Linked DNA regions of Rattus norvegicus: region 1 is linked to region 2. Evidence: chromatin contacts called from public Hi-C data. All regions are on one chromosome and are shown on one strand. Each heading gives the region's core, a stretch centred on a gene start, on an enhancer-like site or on the middle of the called end of the contact. The rest is flanking DNA. Distances are from core to core; before and after follow the strand shown.

Region 1 (3,279 bases), core at 211-2,710, 430 kb after region 2:
ACACCACATTTTTAAAAAGGAAAAGATATAGAGAGTCTATCTGATTTGGTATTAAATATTGTACATTTTTTTTCTTTCTTTTTTTTTTTTTTTTTACATTTTCTTTCAAATACCTTTATATGAGACTATAGAATGTTTAAGTGGAGACGTTTCCAAATGCAGATATAAAAATACTATTACAGTTACAGGATAAACTTTTAGATAACAAGTCAAAAAGAAGATAAAAGAAACTGCTTGGTCCACATACAAATCCCACCCAGTGCTCAGACTGTACCTGTCACAGCATTCTGTTTGGAGCCGGGTTTGGCATGGATGGCTATGGTGACAAAGCCTTTAGAATCAGTTGCTACAGGCCCTGTAGGGGGAGGTGGTGTCTCTGGTTCCTTGGTTTGGTTTTTACCCTAAAATGACAACACACAATTTTATAGGTAACAAAATGCTTCACTTATTTTGACCCATCACTACCCTCATCTTCACTAAACTGGGCCCACTACCCAGGGGCTTGCAGCCAAGGTGCTTGTCCCACGTTCCTCCACAGTCCAACCCACTTCTCTCCAACCACCAGTGTTTGCACTGCCCTGCAAGACCTGGCCCTGGTCCACACCTTTCTCCTTAGACTGCTTTCCCTGGTTGGCTTATAATTCACTTTCCCTACAAGCAGAGACTATTAATTACTTACATTTGTCAAAGCTTTTAGAGTGTGTGAGTGTGTGTGTGTGTGTGTACGTATGTGTACGTGTGCGCAGGGAGTGTGTCCTGTTTAGATCTCTTTGCTAGCTTAGGACTTGTTCCCTAGTCTCTTTATAGTTTCTATTCCTCTAGAGAAGGGCCATTTGTTAGTCATCTTTATAACCAATGCATCCCACAGCTCAGAGTGGGTTTAGGGTCTATTGCCGAAAGAACAATGACTGGCATTTTAATGCCATCTAACAACTTAGGCAATATACAGACAGTGGGTATGAAGAGGAATAAGGATCCATACTCCGTGTCTTCAAGGTGCTGGGATCACAGCGACAGAGAACAGGAAATATTAGGGGAGGGAGTGCAGTCTCCTTGACAGAAGGAAGTGATCTGCCACCTTTGGGAGGCTATTGGGGGTCAGAACTCATAGCCTGCCGGGAAGTGTAACCCTCAGAGTGCGGGAGCAAAGACGGAGGTCAGCGGGTGCGTAGAGGAGCCTACTCCTCCAATGTTCCTTAGGCGAGCTAATGTGCGACTTAGAAAGTCTCAGACCTGGACCCGAAGGGAGGTCTTCCGCCCGCCAGGCGCTCCTTCTGTTCCCCGCCAGTGTAGCCCCGTGGCCCACCCTCTCCACATCACGGGACTTGCAACTGGCCTTGCTTGTTGCACCGGCTTTCTTAGGCATTGTGGAACCACACAGGAGTCTAGTAGAGGCCAAGCACAGCGACCTACAAGGAGCTTCAGCATCACAACTTCGCAGGCGCCACGGAAGGCGGCAGCATGGCGGAAGAGTCCTATGCGCCTGCGCTCGTCAAGGGCGGAAGTGGTATGCGCGTCAGTCCGCACCTAAGAGCGCCACCTCGCCTCGAGATGGCGCTGTTTTCATTCCTTTGCAACCTGCCAGCCTCGGGGTGTGATCCATTGGTGAGCCATCTTTGTCACCAGAGGGAAAGCCACCTATCCTCAGGATTGGCAAGAGCTGCGAGCCTCGGTGCTCGCCTACCCAACGCGGTACCAAAGCAATTCGCACTGGGCAGTGTGAGAGTAAGAGATCCATTGTGGAGTGGGATACAATCGCTCGTGAAACTGGAGCAGAGGCAAATCAATGCAAGTGCTAAAGTTAGGGACTGGCCTTGTCCAATTAGGTTAGAATCTGTACAGTATATGCCCAGAGGTAGGAAGATCTGTCACCTAAATGGGAGATGGCTTGTAACCATTTTGAGGATCGTTGGGACCTGAATGACCTCAGATCGGGGGGAAGATCATCTGATGATGCCCAAGTCTAGGGCTAGCAAACAGGTTTGGGTGTCCGAGAGGAGATTTTTTAGGGTACATTAAGTTTAAAATGATTGGAGACATCCAAGTGGAATAATTAAAGAGCAACCTGAATACACAACCGAAACTCAGACCTGTACCAGTGAGGGGGTGTGGGTGAGGGTGAAGGGGAGAGGGGAGGAGAGGAGGGAGAGAGTATGACGAATGTCAAAGGGTTGCAGTGTTCAAATTCAGGAACAGGTGGGACTGGAATGTGAGTGCTGCAAACAGCCACTAAAGGTTGGGATCAGAATGAGATCTCAGCTCACTCTCCTAGAGACACCACTTCTATATGACAAACTATGTGGTGTGGTTGTAAGAAAGTGGGTAAAGCCTACTAAATTGAAACACTAGGGATGCTGAGACCAGCTTTAGGCTCAGGCAGAATGATCAGGTGTTACATACTACATCCAGCATGTGGCTGGATGGGTAAAGGAGAGGGAAGAAATGTCCCCTAAGGAGCCCTTCAGCCTTCTCCACAGGTACCTCCAGAGTATAAAAACTTCAACACTAGCTAGAAAGAACAGGGGCCTTTCTCAGGTCAATCTGTCACACAGCCACCTGTCCCATTGGAAAGAATAGGGTCTGTGATCCAAATGGCAGAAACCCAATGTAATATTAGTTTTTAAAAAATCTTAAAACTTGATCTTAGATTTGCCAAGGAGTTAAGGATTGTTTTGTTTGGCAGGTAGGAAGAATAAATAAATGCTGTGGTTCCCTCTTAGTTTTTGAATGTGAGGACAAGAACAGACAGAAGGCTGAGGAAGGGACTGGCATAAGGGGTGGGGGCAGTGATGCCTAGTACTATAAGCATTTGTTCCTTTGAAAGTGTACGTCTTCCGAAAACTTCATGTTGCCCTAAACTACAGTGTTTGAAAGTGCAACTATTCCATCTCAGATTGTTGGGTAGATACTGAAACAGCAATGTTTAAATGAATACTTTCTAAATGTATTGCTATTCTACAGTAGGTATAGGCTAGTGAAAGTAATATACTATATAACTATGTCTTAATAGTATATAATAGTCAATGGTCTTTTGCTGAGAAGAGACACTATAACCAAGGCAACTCTTATAAAGGAAACATTTAATTGGGGCTGGCTTACAGTTCAAAGGTCTAGTCCATTATCATCATGGTGGGAAGCATGGTGGTGTGTATGGCTTACAGTTCAGAGGTCTAGTCCATTATCGTCATGGTGGGAAGCATGGTGGTGTGTATGCAAAGGCCACAACTTCTAAGGGCCATGGGGGTCATTTTCATTCGAACCACCACACAGGACAACTGC
Region 2 (3,146 bases), core at 516-3,015:
GAGACCAGGGATCCTTTCTAAGACCGTCTCCAAGGAAAACAGGTGACAGAGACAGAGCTGAAGGGGGTGTGGGCAGGCGGACCACAATTTAGGAGCCAGTCCCAGAACAAGGAAAATGCAAAGAACTCAGTATGTCCCACACTGCTAAATTATCTCGTGAAAGCTATTCCAACACACTCGGAACAAGCAGCCACAAGCCATTTAGACACCAGCCTTACTCAAGCAATCAGCCGACACTCACCAGAAGCTTCAGCATTTCCTTGGTGTCAGGATCTACCTCAATGATCTCCTGATCTAGGGCTGAGACCTAAGAGAGAAAGAGTCAAGTCCAAATTATGAATGTGTTATCTTTCACTTCCTCTGATCCCTTGAAAGCTAGGGCTTCTCCACATAACCTTGTTTGCCCCAAAACTCAGTATGTAGACCAGGCTGGCCTCTGCCTCCCAAATGCTAGAATTAAAGATGTGCACCACCACAGCCCAAGGCTTCGCTCTAGTGTGCGTTTTGAAAGCCTTACGGCAGTGCTCACACTTGTAGGTCAAGCTAATATGGTCGGGAGGCAGGCACCCTCTCTAGGCTCCCATGTGGGAAGAGCAAACTGAATTGAGATTCCAGGAAGGCTAACAGTAGGCAGGCTGATTACAGGCACCCTCAGCTGGGTGCGGCACTCCGAAGGCAGCTGAGCTCCCACCACAGATGAGGCCCCACTACCACCTGAGCAGGTAGTAAAAGGTACAAAGACCCACAAGGTTTACCTCAGGAACATAATTATCTCTCCTCTCCCTCTCTTCTTCCTGCAACTTGATGGAGATGCCTCTCACAGGACCTCTCTGAATCCGCTTCATCAGATGCGTGACATAGCTACAAACACACAAGCCAGGAAGAACAGTGACCACTTCCCACCTAGTGCGCAGAGTATCTGGGTACAAAACCTACTTTGTTTCTACATCGAGGTCGGACTCACCGTCGGAGATCCTCCTATACACACAAAGTCCAGACATCCACCCACTACATTCCTCACACTCCGTAAATAACCCTCCTCCAAGCATCAACTCTTCCGCACTTGTACCTTGACTGGTTTCATCAGTCGTACGGACACAGCACCGTTAATTTTTCGTGCAACATGGCCATAGTGATAAAATGCTGTGAGCAGATACTGCAGCAATAAGGTTTGGAGGTCGGAGCTCTGCCTTCAGCTACCGTAAATAACTCTAAGATCACCTCGGCAAAAACCCACAGTGAACGCACACCTCCAGCTCCCTCGGACCATTCGGGGGACCTCGAGCAAAGGGAACGGCCAGGGCAGGCTCTTCCGGAGGGACAGTTGCCGCAGGCAGCCGCGAGGCCTCCACTCACCCGGCTATCTTGTTCCGAAGGTTTTTGCTGGGGATGATGGCGATCTCCTCGCACACGCGCTTGTTGGTGTGAAAGTCATTACCCAGGCGCGTGTAGTACTTCTCGATGATGACCCGGGCCGCCTTCTTCACAGTCTTGGTGCGAACGCGGCCCTGAAGGTGGAGAGGGCAAAGTGACTTGGGGAGCCCGCACCTTCCATGGAGGAAGCAGGCGCCGGCTCCCAGAGGGGTCGGTGCGCGGAGAACTTCACGCGGAAGCGCGCCAGGCTGACAGACTCCGCGTGGGCACCGCCTGCAGCCTCTCGCTGCGGACTTGAGGCCGCGACAAGCGGAGGATGGATGCGGATTGAAAAGGACAGAGCACTCAGAGGCAAACACCTACCATGTTGACGGGTCTCGGTAAAAGAGGAAACAGGAAGCACAAGAGAAGCCTATTAAAGCGCAGGCCAGAAAGCCGCTTCCGCCCGGCTACGGCTGCGCGAAGCTCGCGAGAATACCACAGCGGCCCCTGGAGGACTGGAGTGGCAGTGCTGCGCTGAGGGCGGGGCGAGAGCCTGCGCGTGCGCACGTCGGTAGCTCGGACGTCTCTCCAACAGAGTTTCTGCTCCTAGTAGTTCCGTGGTAGGTAGGCTTCTGTTGGGAGGTTCAGGTTGCTTTAATCTAGGAGATACTTTGAGGCCCTGAGGCAGATAGGAGGCCCGAGCTCCGAAAGGTGTAGTAGTAGAGGGGAGTCATCCCTGATCTCCAACACGCGCGCGACTCTAGCCTAATTGGAGAGGTTTCTCTTATTTCCCGGCGTTTCTTCACATTCTAGCACAGTATTCCATTAGAGCTGCTCTTAAATGTCTTAGCGCGTTTTACTTTTCTCAATTGGGGATGAGCTAAACAAGTACTAACCTCGAGTGCTTAAAACAGCGGCTGGCTCACAGAGAGCTCTCAAACATAACAAATTAAGATCTGAGAGAACTATACTGCTCCCAACCAGTGAAGACACTATTATCTCCAACCTTCAGCTTCTTCCGGTTATCCTTACTCTAAAGTAGCTCATGGAGGGAGGAAAAAAAGAGGTCTATGGAACCAGAACTGAAGAGATCAAAGATCAGTAATCCCTGGGAGTTGCAGCTTACTTTACCAGTGAATTTCTAATGAAGTGGAGGCCAGGTAGAACACTAGACCTTACAGTCTTGCAGGAAGAGAACTCTTGGATTCTGATTAGTGAATTTTTGCATCTTACAAGAAGGATGCTTTAGTACCTAGGGGTCTGCTCTCCCTCAGACTAGTTTCCCAAAGGATCAGTTCAGCAGGCTGACTCAAAACTTCTCTACTTGAAAAATTATCAGACCTATCATAAAGCCATGGAGAAACTAGTGTAAAGGGCTGTGCAGAAAGGAAAAGCACTGCTGGATATGCTAGTGCATACCTTTAATCCCAGAACTCGGGATGCCTGCCTAACAGGCAGACTTCCTGAGTTTGAGGCCAGGCTGGTTTACATAAGGAGTCCAGGACAAGGCCACAAAGAAAGACCCTGAATCAAAAAAGCAAAGTAGTAACCACGCGGAAAGGAATTGCATTAGCACAAAAGCACAAGGGAGTCCAAGAGGAAGGAGGAACACGCAAGGGCTCAGGCTCACAAGAAAGCAGCCAACAAGTGGCTCCTGACATCTTGGCGGTTGTGTCTCTAGCATTCTTGGGGCTGCATCTGGAGGCCTCAAGGGGCCAAGCAAGTAAAATTCATAGGTCTTTCATTTCAGATTGTAACCACCCAGGTACCGATATTCCAGCCTGGCTGAC

What was found. Hi-C and Micro-C count contacts between places; a contact is called where the count stands out from the background.
Region 1: a contact with region 2 is called in a Hi-C map of prefrontal cortex, with 4 times the contacts expected there. The contact joins the promoter of C1h15orf40 here to the promoter of Rps17 in region 2. A contact is called at or near these places in 4 of 12 Hi-C or Micro-C datasets (frontal cortex, kidney, mammary epithelial cells and 1 more).

The regions. Positions count from the first base shown.
Region 1 is chr1:145,139,787-145,143,065 of GRCr8, forward strand. C1h15orf40 (similar to human chromosome 15 open reading frame 40) reads right to left here and starts at 1,461. Exons shown (of 4, transcript NM_001024749.2): 1 at 1,337-1,461; 2 at 275-401. The coding sequence starts at 1,366.
Region 2 is chr1:144,705,971-144,709,116 of GRCr8, forward strand. Rps17 (ribosomal protein S17) reads right to left here and starts at 1,766. Exons shown (of 5, transcript NM_017152.3): 1 at 1,738-1,766; 2 at 1,357-1,508; 3 at 756-861; 4 at 242-307. The coding sequence starts at 1,740.